Regions from separate parts of the Zea mays genome. Here region 2 is linked to region 1. The links are chromatin contacts, called in public Hi-C maps. All regions are on one chromosome and are shown on one strand. The core of a region is the stretch at or near the end of the contact, and the rest is flanking DNA. Distances in the headings are between cores, read along the strand shown.

Evidence for each region. Hi-C and Micro-C count contacts between places; a contact is called where the count stands out from the background.
Region 2: a Hi-C map of tassel shows a contact between it and region 1, with 2.2 times the contacts expected there. The contact joins the promoter of LOC103654608 here to the enhancer-like site in region 1. A contact is called at or near these places in 2 of 25 Hi-C or Micro-C datasets (ear and tassel).

Annotation. Positions count from the first base shown.
Region 1 is chr4:217,717,033-217,723,448 of Zm-B73-REFERENCE-NAM-5.0, reverse strand. LOC100281785 reads right to left here. Exons shown (of 19, transcript NM_001154705.3): 15 at 5,603-5,848; 16 at 5,349-5,488; 17 at 5,073-5,255; 18 at 4,845-4,964; 19 at 4,405-4,729. The coding sequence ends at 4,676. Among protein-coding and RNA genes, the nearest start is that of LOC100281785, 9.5 kb to the right of the region's middle. Within about 2 kb of position 3,773, at least 16 of the 20 cell types and tissues checked have an H3K27ac peak or open chromatin away from gene starts, as enhancers often do. A contact at or near this core is called in ear and tassel, where this site is marked.
Region 2 is chr4:218,511,966-218,518,382 of Zm-B73-REFERENCE-NAM-5.0, reverse strand. LOC103654608 (Lipase-like PAD4) reads right to left here and starts at 3,859. Exons shown (of 5, transcript XM_008681454.4): 1 at 3,592-3,859.

The DNA of each region.
Region 1 (6,416 bases), core at 2,524-5,023:
TGACTTGATGAAGGGTCCTTGCACCCCAACATGTTGTACCCTTCTTTGTGCTTCCTTCTTTTGTTTCTTGTTAGCTGGCTCTGAGGACGAGCCACCTGTGATCAGGAGCACCAGCTTCGGGTCCGAAGCAGCTCCAGCTTGGTCGTTGAACGAAGTCATCAGCTCAAAAAGTGGAAGTGAGTTCACCGGAGGTGGGCGCCAATGTTGGGGACTTGTTCTCAAATGCTATGAATTAAGAACAAGGCAACATAAAGTGTTAAATGTCAATGTCCTTCGTCCATGAAACATTATTCCCTTGAGGATAATGGACCTTGGACGAAGGCTGATAAGAGCATAATTACGAAGTTTAAGTCTTCGTAATAGAATTTCAGTAAAAATTATAAGATAACATAAAAAGGTATAAAAGGGATAAATACATCATAGACAAATTACATTGTATCTATTTAATGTATTGAGTCATTGAATACAATAATACCTTTGCCTTGGCAAAAGGTTGGATTCCAGAAGATGCGATTGCAATAACTCGAATGCGTGAACAGTAATGGAATACTGTTCATTATTTATAGGCACAGGACGCAGCCTGTGAGGAATTACAAGTAAGCCCCTTATAAAAGCTTACAACATTGACTCAGACCTTTATGGACTAAAAGGTCATTCTATCTTTAAGTCGGTTTGCAATACCGAAGCTTCACAAAGAGGAACCTTCGGCCATTTTATACAAACAGCTTCCGCCGAAGACTGCTTCTCCCTGTAAGACCTTCGGCGACGAAGCATAGGCCCAACAGGAAACCAATCACACAAAAGAGCGACGCAAGAGACACGGTGATTTTAACCCATGGTTCGGCCAAGTATAACACTTGCCTACTTCCACGTTGTGGCGTCCCAATGGACGAGGGTTGCACTCAACCCCTTTCAAGTGATCCAATGATCCACTTGAATACCACGGTTTCTTCCTTATAGTAGTTTTCCCATTTGTGAGGAACATCCACAAGTTGGAGCGTCTCACCCTTACAAAGTTGATCACACCACAAAGCACAAGAGTAAGGGAGGGAAAGAAACACACAAGAATCGCAGCAAACACACGCACACAAGTCAAGACGTGAGCACAAAACACAGCGCAGGGAGTTTACAACTCAAACAGTGCTCAAATCTCAAACACGATGATCCAAGTGCGTGGTGGCAAAGTCTAGGCGTCTTAGAATGTTCAATAGATGCTTGGTATAGTGCTCCATGCGCCTAGGGGTCCCTTTTATAGCCCTAAGGCAGCTAGGAGCCGTTGGAGTTCCATTTGGAAGGCAATTCTTGCCTTCTGTCGGGTGGTGCACCGGACAGTCCGGTGCACCAACGGACATGAACAGTGCTTGTCCGGTGACCGATCTCCTTTCTTTTCTAGCGAAGCCGACCGTTGGACCTTCGGTCCCCTTGGTGCACTGGACATTGTCCGGTGCGACCAAGTGACCGTTGGCTTGGCCACATGTCACCTGTTGATCATGTTGCCGACCGTTGGCCGTGGGCGTTGTTGGCTCACTGGACAGTCTGGTGCTCACCGGACAGTTCGGTGAATTTTAGCCGCTACGCTCTCGGTGAATTCCCGAGAGCGAAGAGTTTGGCGCCGGGGGGCAGCATGGGCACTAGGCACTGTCCGGTGCACACCGGACAGTCCGGTGCACCCCAGGCTGGTACATGTTTGGCTAAACTCATGCCAAATATCTCCAATCCAATTTCTTTTGATTGGGCAAGATTCCTAGCACTTAGAGAAATATGTTAGTATCCAAAAACAATTTACTAAGGCCGGAGACATACCTTGATTCTTTGATTTGCATCTTTCAACCACTTAGCACTTATGAACCAAAGTAATTTGTGTTGGTCATCTAATCACCAAAACATTTATAGAAATGGCCCAAGGGCACATTTCCCTTTCACCCCTATAAAGGGATAAAAACCCATACAGACCCGAAAAGAAATAGGATGACGTACCAATGGACTTGAAGTTCACCGAATAAGCACATATGCATTCCACGAGTTTTACTCATGCTATTTTCCACTAGATGTGGAATTATGATATCCTCCAAAGCCTCGATGGCTGAAACCTATAAGGTTTAGGTGTTATTGGCAAAATATCTCTATTGTGCCAAAATGACAGACTATAATGATGTATCTGATCGATGAAGAATCTCTGATGGATTACGATCTTTGATGGACTTTTGTTACGCCATCATAGAAGTTGCAATGAACGGATGCCTAGAGCGATGATTCATATCTGAAGTGTGTACTATTGCAACTACATTATCCCTAAGTCCTATACAAGGGCATGTTACTTGCTTTGCACAATTGTGTATAAATTGTGGTTTAAGATAGAAAAAGATAGCACCCCAACTTCATTTGTTCTCGTTATTCCAGATAAACAATGAGTCATATATCTTGAAGAATATGTTGAAGTTATGAGGGATAACGACTTTGACAGATGTCACCGTTAGGGGGAGTGAATGCTTATATTGATCACAGTCGTGGGACACTAAATGTCATATTCTATGCCCTGAAGGCGCCAGCTTGATGATCAATATGTGAACCTTTATGAAAGTTTCTATCAAATATGTAGATTCAGCCGATCGAACACCACCAGTCAAAGTGACTTATTTATGTTGATACGTGCACTTACCTCGTATATCCTAGAAGTGAGTAGAGGTGATGTTCTTGATATAATCCTTACAATAATATGCAATCTATTTGCTAAATCTCTATGTGCACAACTGCATATACTTCCTGAAGAAGGTATTTTGCCTTACTAAGACAGTTTTGTAAGGATCAGGGAGAGCACATTTCTAAAGTTATCCCTTGTAGAAGATTCAATAAAATCTAGATCCCAGAGGATCGAAATCTGTCCCGATGACAGATGTTGTACTCTTTTTCCCTTGGTGAGTTTTCCTAAAGTTTCTCACATGAGGTTCTTAATGAGGTAATAAAGTGCAAATGCAATATGCGTCACCATACACTCTTTCTCCATATTTTTCCCACTGGGTTTTTGGGAGTTTTAACGAGACATGTGTTCGTCACGGTATTTGCCAAGGGGGAGTGTTAAGAAACCCTAATTAGGGTTATGTGGGCAAATACTGATTTACCCTTGAGGGGTCTCACATCTCTATATAAGAAATCTGTATACCCCTCATAATAGATAGAGAAGAGAAATAGGCCAGAAGCCCAACCCTACATCTCGTGTCTCGTGCATTCCTCTGTCGTGCTTCTGGGAAGGGAGACGGGTCCTCTACAGTTTCTCGCGCCTCTACTGCTGACGGAGGAAAGGGAGCGGATCTGGTGATCCGTGGACCGTGGTAACGTATTTCTTAACCCCAAGAACACAGCGGCCAAAACTCAACGAAAAAGAAAAGGACAGGCAGCTAACCTGACCGATTCGGCCCACTGACGCGGCTGTTGGGCTTCACTTGACGTCCTGGCCTTCCATTCTCTTTGTCATCATCAGCTGCACCATTAGGCCTTGTCACATTTCTCTGGTTGTTAGAGTGAATCTGACAGCATGGGCAAGGTGGAACTGACCTGAGTATTAGGTCCTAGAGCTTTTTTCATTGACTTGCATGCAATGGCTTCACGGCCATAAAGTCACTTTTCTCACTGGACCTCTCAAACAACCTGCTTTCTGGGGAGATTCCTTCCAGCCTATCAGATCTTTCAGGATTGAGCTATTTGGACTCATCTAATAACGACTTAACATGCTGGACAGCGACTTGACAACCTCTACGCAGAGTACCCATCTGTGTACAGTGGCTGGCAACAGTGGTCTATGTGGGCCGGCCTATGTTCGAAAGATCTGTTCAGCAAACAATTAGGCTACGAACATGGTTTTTAGCCAATATCATTTTATTTTGGACTAAGATTTGGTGTTTATATGCTGGGCCTCTGGCTTGTCCTGTTGTCCAAGAAAGCATGCAGGGTTGCTTATTAAATTCCAGCTGCCTCAGTGACAAGATGTACGATCTACATCAGATGTACGTGCTTTTGTTGTTACATGGAAAAAGCTTGGCAAGGAAGGGATCTGCTGCCAAACTATGAGAGGCTGAAATAACAAGAATTACTGAGCCCACAGAATTGGTATTTGTCGTTGTATGTTCCATGAAAAGTAAAGTCGGTCATGTAATAACGCTGAATATATGCTACTAATAATAGTTCAAGTTCCCATATACAACACCAAAGTAGTTTTCTATATAACGAAGAAAAAAATTATGGCAAGTTCGGCCGTTCAGGTGTCGAGCGAGACTGTAAAGGGTGTTTGTTTTTAGGAATCACTCTATCCAATATGATCCTTAAATTTGGTGGGATGATCTCATTTCTCATATTAGTACTAACTAACTATCTATAAGAAATAGTGGTATCTATGAGAAAAAGGGTAGTGATGGATAAACTCATCTTCTATTCCACAAACCAAACAAAAACAAAAAAGTAAGGAGTGTGTGAAGGTAATGGACTAGCTTAATAAATTTATTAATGTAAGCTATCACGATTCACGAGCTTCTTAGCCAATTCATTTTCTGCTGACATTTTGGCATAGAACACACATGCCTTAAACTTACAAATTGTGATAATCAATATGTACACGCTTTCGAGGAATCACAATGCTCAGGATCATAGCCACTCGTGGCAAATTGGCAATGCCGTCATGGGCTCATGGCGCAGCTCTCCCCTCCTTGGCATCCTTGTACATTTGGTCGACCCGATCCTACGACAAATTTGAATAAAATGAAACTACAAAATTTTCCGTTTTACTTAAAGAAATCATCGCGACGACATTGTAAAAACTTTTGTGTGAATAATTCTGCATGGTTCCATCAGACCTTGTAATACTTGAGCAGCTGGGGTCTCTTGAGCTTAAAGGTTGGAGTGACGAGGTCCTTCTCGATGCTGAAAGGCACCGGCTCCAGGTAGACTGCTTTCAGCATCTCGAAGCCTCTCAACTATATTGTATCCACGAAAAAGGATTGAAATTTACTGTTATTCCGATGAATAACTGTGCAGGAACCATGGAAATAAATTTGATGCAGTCAATCGCTTGCTCGACTTACCCCAAGTTTCTTCCCAGTTTGGTTCAGCTGATCCCGAACGTAGGTCCTCGCCTTGGGATCAGCGCACAGCTCTGCAAAGTCGCCGGCCTTGCTGTTGGCTGCTGCCCATTCCTCGAGAGCCTGCCTCTCAGGGACAGCCACGGCAACGAGGAACGACTCGAAGCTGTTCCCGTAGACCCAGACCTGCAGATTCGTACGTAGGTAGGAGCGGCCATCCTCTAGGTAAGCCAAATCGGAGCATGAAAACAATTTTGGTTTAGGGTGTTGTCGGCGTACCGATGCCACAAGGGGTGACTGCAGGTATGCTCTTTCCAGGACCTCAACTGCCACATACTCCCCCTGGGACAGCTTGAAGATGTTCTTCTTTCTGTCGATGATCTTCATCGTGCCATTGGATTGCCACTCCCCGATATCACCTGCACACATAGGGTGATGACAAGTTCCACGAATCGACCAGCTGCTTCACTGACTGATCCTTCAGTTAGGTGCAAATTAAAAGAAGTGAGAAATGATTTTTTTTATTCTTTCACCTGTATGGAACCAGCCATCTGAGAACACTTCTTCAGTGAGGCTAGGGCGCTTGTAGTACCCGGAGAACATGGTGTGGCCCCTCAAGCAGATCTCGCCCCGGGGCGTGTCTGACAGTGCGTCGTAGCCCATTTCAGGGACCGACTCCAGCCGTGCTTCTATTGTTGTGACAGGAGGGCCGACTGTTCCAATCATTGAGAAAATGTTGGCGATTGACGTGAAGCATCCTGCACAACTCTCAGTGAGCCCTGCGTATCAATATGACAAGTCAGACCTCAAGGTCGTTCCCAGGAAAGGAGCAGACTGGAGGTAGAATAGTAGAATTTTGTTAGGCCTTGATCGGTTGCATAGTGTTGAGCTCTAAAATGGGCAGGTGGACGGTCCGCGGTGACGGGGTAGACGATCCGCGCTCCGCGCATGTGTAGAATTAGTTAGGATACCTCCCTTTATATAAACGAAGGGTTACGGCCGATTAAACCCTCATAATCGATCCAATCAAATCTACTTATCAATTTTACCTTATTTGCATCGTTCTTCCAATTCTTAGGAGTAGGAGTAATCTAGTAGCCTCATGTTTAGATCTAGTTTAGTCTTACACAGTAATCTCTCTTCGACTCTACGCCGATCAGAGGCGCACCGAGCTGCCTGCCAACCCGGAGCAATGCTTTGGAACTCTCCACCTCGATGGGATCTCTCCCAGGCTGAGTTCTAGGGTTCTTCACAGAGAAAAAAACCTCTGCGCCACCGTGGACCATCCGGCCCTGTGTCGCGGACCATCCGTGCGTCCGTAGAGAGCACCGCCAGGTGGTTTGTTCA
Region 2 (6,417 bases), core at 2,610-5,109, 790 kb before region 1:
CTCTTCTTTCAATGCTCTGTTGCACCATATGTTTGGAGGATTATCCAAATGGCTTTGGATTTGAATTCTTCCCCACAAACTGTTGAAAATATCTTCGGCCCTTGGATTAACTGTTTTGATAGAAAAGAAAGGAACTTGGTTCTTTTCAGTTGTGGAGCAGTCATCTGGGCAATTTGGCGTTCTAGAAATGATTGTTGTTTTAGTGATAAGTTGATTTCTGACCCTACTAATGTGATTTACTTGTGCTGTTTCTGGCTTGATGCTTGGGCGATTCGGCAGAAAGAGAAGGAAAGAAAATTGGTGGAGCAAAGAAACCTCAGAATCCGAAAGACAACAAGTGAAGTCTTCAAAGGCGCTCATGGTTGGAAACCAGTTGACAGACGCATTCAGTTATTTTGGTCTTTGTAGTTTCGTTTTTGGATAGGCTGATCTAAGAGCTTCGGTCAGGCTGGTCTGTGAACTTTAGTCCTGTTGGTTTCTCGGCTTTCCAGCCATGGATGTGTCTTGTTGTTATATATAGTTTACCAAATGGATAATAAATAGATTTAAAAGTTTTTCTTTTTGTTAATTGTCTCGGTTTCGAAGTAAATTTTTGTTTCAAGAGTTTGATCTAAATTTTGAACTACCAAACTTTTACCATTATTATTTATTTACTTTAGAGAGATATACATTATAAAGGAAGGGAATTATTATTAGAAGACATTTTATCTCAAATCTTTTGAAGAATTATCTAAATTACTATACTATGATTTTGGGTGTTACAAATTCTACCCCTTAAAAGTAATCTCATCCTCGAGATTAGTAAAAACTATAAAAATATTGGTTTGTAATTTAGCTTTTAGTTTCTAATTGGTCAAAAAATGAAGAGTATTATATTGATTAGGAGGTGATTAGGGAAACATGAGTATTATATTTTTTTCTTAAGCCCAACCACCTATTAGGCATGATGAGAGATGGTTTGAGTAAAGGAAGGTGGTTGTAAAAAAGGATTTTAGGCAAAGAATGACTCCATTCTGGATGGTGAATCCTGATGTATCTGAAGATCTGGTCTGACTCTTATCCTTTGTTGACAAGGATGATTTATTTCTTCTAGAGTCTTGGTGTCTTCATCGAGGTTGGAGACCTTCGTTTTTGGTGTTTCCTTCTCCAGACTTTGGTGTTACCATCCGAGTTATGGACATGTAGTTAAGGCAGATTTGTAGGTAACCAAATAGCGTAGTTGGTAGAGCACATGGCTTAGTAGGTGGCTTAAGATAAATGAGATTAGGTAGAGTGGGGTGTAGTTGTTTTGCTTCTAGGTTGGGCTAGGTAGGTTACGCAACCCAACATGTAGATTAGGTTGTTGTGCATGGCCGACTTGGTCTAAGGAACCAATTTAGGTTAAACATGTGTTATAGGAGTAGGGTTCTAATCTATTCCACCAGTATTAACTAATATGTTAGGTAACTCACATTAGATTATATTTAGATTAGATGGTATCTAGATTAGATTAGTATGACTAGTTTAGACTAGATAAGATCTACTTAATTTGGATTAGGTCATTGTTGTTACTCTAGGATGAGACAAGAAAAGTGTTAGATCTTATTTAATTGTGTTGGTATGACTAAAATTAGATTAGATAAAATATAATTAATTTGATTAGATCATTGTTATCAATCAAGGATGGGATAAGCAAAGTGGTTAGGATAAGATGAGATAGAATCTTTTAAGATGAGATGGGTCTATTTAGATGGATTTGTTTTCTTTTAATCATATTTTTATGTATTTATATACTTAGGTGCCATTATGGACATTACTCCACGATCCATCACATGCGATCAAAGAACCAAATCAAACAAGTATCATAAGAACAAGCATTCAAGCATATAGATACCTACAAAATAATCTTATCATGCACAATAATGAAACCAACAGTATTAATGGTACATGATCATAATTCAGATATACCATTAATCCCAAAACCAGGTAGAGAAATAGCCAAACTACCCAATAATTCATTTGTTTGCATGGTGTGGGGTAACCAGAACTAGGGCAACCTATTAGGTCCCATCAAAATAACCTGAGCGTGTCACAGTGATTAACAGGAACATTATTAGGTAAAGAAGAGTGATCAAGCGCACAACTTGCCTTATACTTGCAATATTTAGGTGTTTCACCATGTTGGTCTTCGGGTTTCTCGTCACTCGCTGCTACTCGTAGCAATACATACAAGTAGACAAGGAGTACATAAAAATAACATTACACCAAACATGAGAACAAACTGCGTAGGAATATTCTACGCGTCGCTATGAGATCGTAGGTTCGAGAACTACTAAAATCAAAGTTATTGTTAAAAAAATATGGTTTTCTAAAGTTTTAGGTGATAAAATAGTAAAAATATATGTTAATTAATATAACTCATGTGATAAAAATATTACGAAGAGATAACTAGTTCAGTTATAATCTAAGTGATAACTTGATTAGCAATCATAATTTAGGCATCTTATAATAGATTAACTTTGATTAGACATGTTAATCTACTAGCATAGGTTAAACAAATATCTAGTTTTGAGAACATGTTACCTAACAAAAAAATGTTACGAAAATGTAGACATTATTATTACGAAGCTAATGTAACTGGAATCGACTGAATCAGATCTAAAACGAAGAAGTTATGAACCAAATAAGTTTTGGGGTGATTTATTATTAATTTTTATGCTAAAAATAACCTCAAGGGATGGTTATATAAAAACCAGGGACCCTATTGTAAGAGTTTCTCATAGGAGGGGGACGATGGGTTTAATTTCTAAATTCTTTAGGGTCTCTTTTGAATACTTGATCAGTTGAAAGGGTATTGGGCCATCCTATCCACCTAATCTCCCACTGGACGGCCCAAATGAGATCAAATCTATGTGAAATCGGTACACAATTTTGGTGGTTGGGTCAATGGTCTAAAGAGGTGTTTGGTTTATAGGGACTAAACTTTAGTCCCTCCACTTTATTTTATTTTAGTTCATAAATTGTTAAATAGGGAAACTAAAATAGAGTTTTAGTTTCTATATTTAGTAATTTTAAGGACTAAAATGGAATAAAATAGAGGAACTAAAAATTAGTCCCTAGAAACCAAACACCCCCTAAAACCGCGATTTTATGAAGCCCAAAACCAATTTAATACCTTCGATCGCGATATAACGGTCTCAATCCAATGCCCGAGCCGTACCCAATCGATTTAGGGGGTGTTTGGTTTCTAGGGACTAATTTTTAGTCCCTACATTTTATTCCATTTTAGTTCCAAAATTGCTAAATATGGAAACTAAAACTCTATTTTAATTTCTATATTTGACAATTTATATACTAAAATAGAATAAAATGAAGGGACTAAACATTAGTCCCTTGAAACCAAACACCCCCTTAATATCGTCCAATCGTTTATGGACCAACGGCTCTAGCACTCCCACCCCATGACCACGCTCAGACATGGCGGTGGGCTGGCCTGACGGGGCGCCGCCATGGCCGGCAACAATCCTGAGCGGCTCCTAGTGCTCGAAATTCGAAACGAACTGGTGCTACACGAGAAGGAGGGCAACGCGAACTACAAAGATGGTTTCTCACCTCTGTTGTCAGCGCCGATGCTCCTGCCCACGGTTGCGAGCGACGCCACAGAGGCGGATTGCTCCGATGAGCAATTGTCGGTTCCCCGGTCATGGTTCTCACCTGGCGAAGCCACCAACATGTGCGGCGGAAACCTGGGGCGCCCAAGTACCACCCATCGAGCTTGGGGGATCACACACAGGGCGGATTGACGGTGGCAACGATGCTCTCTTCTTCTCCTCCCTTTGCTTTCATCGATCGCCCAATGCCGGCGCCAACACAGCTCCACGTGGCTCATGGCTGATTTGGTGCAGGGACCAAGGTACTTATACCCCGGTCCCGATCCGAGGTGGATGCGGTTGGACGCGGTGGTTGCAACGGCTCCTGGTTCCAACGGTGAGTTTGTTACAAAGGGGAGAGAGGGGCTTGACGAACGGGGCCCACTTGGAGATGACATCACACGATTAAGAGAGCGCAAGGTGGGTCCACATGCCGGTTACTACGGGCGAAGGAGCGAGGCTGAGCGGCTGGCCGAAGGGTCCCATGTGTCGACGCCAGCAACCAGTCTTGCTTTGGGATATAAGCGGAGTTGAGGTGAGAATGTGGGACTCGGCCAGGAAGCAGGTGATCTCTCTTTTCTTTTTATTTCCTATTTCATTTCAGTTTTCTATTTTAATTTCAATTCAAAACCAAGTTTTGAATTCCAAATTTGAAATCTAGATGCACAAACAAATAACTCAGCATGCTATGTCATATATATTTTGATATATCAACTGCTTTGTTCACTTTGGTAAATGTCGTTTTAATATGTAGATCATAAAAGAATTATTTTACTCAAACCAATAATTTGAAATTCTTCTTATTTAGCTTAGTAGAAGTTAATACATAATCTTCACCATGAACTATAGAATTATTTTAGTTAAAGATATTTTTAAACAGTGTTTGAACTATATAGTTTACCATAGGGATAATAAATAGATTTAAAATTTTTTCTTTTTGTTTATTGTCTCGGTTTCAACGTAATTTTTTGTTTCAAGAGTTTGATCTAAATTTTGAACTACCAAACTCTTACCATTATTATTTATTTACTTTAAAGAGAGATACATTATAAAGGAAGAGAATCATTATGAGAAGACATTTTATCTCATATCTTTTGGAGAATTTTCTAAATTACTAAACTATGATTTTGGGTGTTACAATATTTTAGTATTTAGATGTTTGAACAACTGTTAGTATTGGGAGTTTACTACTTTCTACAAAAAAAAACTTTGTAAATTGTATGATTACAAGGTGTATTCAGCTTCGAATATTAGATTGTAGAAGTTCAGTTATTTTCAAGCTACAAATGATTCTTTTATTAAAATGCTAATTCAGGAATAATTCAAATGTTTAAATAACTGAAAAAACGAAGATATTGTGCTATTTGCATATGAACCTGGCCTTTCTGCTGATTACTTTTCTATCCTCTGATACGGTGTACCTTCTTTGTGTGTGCGTCTATGCTAATCTTAGCGTGCGTGCTAATTGACTTCATAGTGGTGGCAAATATTAGTGGCATCATGTCTTAGACTGCACTGCAAATTGGCAAAGACGACCATTTGCAATTCCCTGTTAAGTATTTTTAACCTTTCAGATTATTTTTTTTACTTATGCTCCTGCTAGAAACAGGGAGGAGACAGATCTAGTCCCGATCACCTGATGTGAGGAGATCTAGTTCCGATCCGATCATCCGATCTGATGAGGGTCTCAGCTTTTGGGCGTCTTTCTGTAAAATTCTCAAGTTGTAAAGGCATACTTTATCCATGTGCTATGAATATATTAATATATCTCTTTATTTAATGTGTGGTCAAAATCTCTACTTCACTGCATACACTGCCCATACGTACTTGTCTTGCTATTCTTTAACTTGTCCTCTGCGCGGTAAGGACGCGTTCTACCTAAAATATATGCCAACCGGTTTCGGGTCACGCAGGCATGGCGCGGCGCGTGTGAACACATACTCGAAAAAGATTCTTTACATGTCCCTGCCTGCCAAAATTAAGGGCTAGTTTGGGAACCCAATTTTCCACGAGATTTTCATTTTTCTAAAAAAAATTAGTTTATTTTCCCTTATAAAAATAAGAATCCTTTGGAAAAACGTAGTTCTCAAACTAGCTCTAAATGTCGTTTTCTATATGTGGGATAATTTTAGGCTCTCGAAATGTACTACTTTGTATATATATATATATATACACACACGATCAAACACATACACGAGGAGCGACGTGAGTAAATTTGTTCAAAATAAAGAAGTATTCTTTACTGCAACATAAAAGTTGTAGGAGCTAGAAAGCCCCTATAAAAATAAATAATCTAATCACCTCTATTTAGTCATCCCTACAAATCAATACTAATTTATAACAGTGTCGGTGTCGGTGTTTAGACTCGTGGTACTAACCAACTAGTGAAATGATGTCGCGTGCCCCGACCTAGATAGCGATGCGAGTTGACACAAGCGATTTATCAGGGTTCGGGATACACAAAGCCCTACTTTCATCAGAGGGGTGTAACACCCAAAATTCTACTTTAGAATTTATAACATTAATAATTAAAAATATCCCAAAATGAATATATATTGTCTAAATAAAAGACTAAAATAAAAGATACTTAGAAATTAAATTGTACATGGATTGGATTATATATAGAAGAATTATGTGTTAAACTCTTCTTTTGGATAAAATAATTGGAGATATTCTCTAGATAGGTTGAGATAAAACTATCCTTTAGTATAAAATTATGTAATAATAGTTGTGTCCACAAAACATATGATTTAGATAGATAATAACAAGAAGATTTCTCATGTGTGTT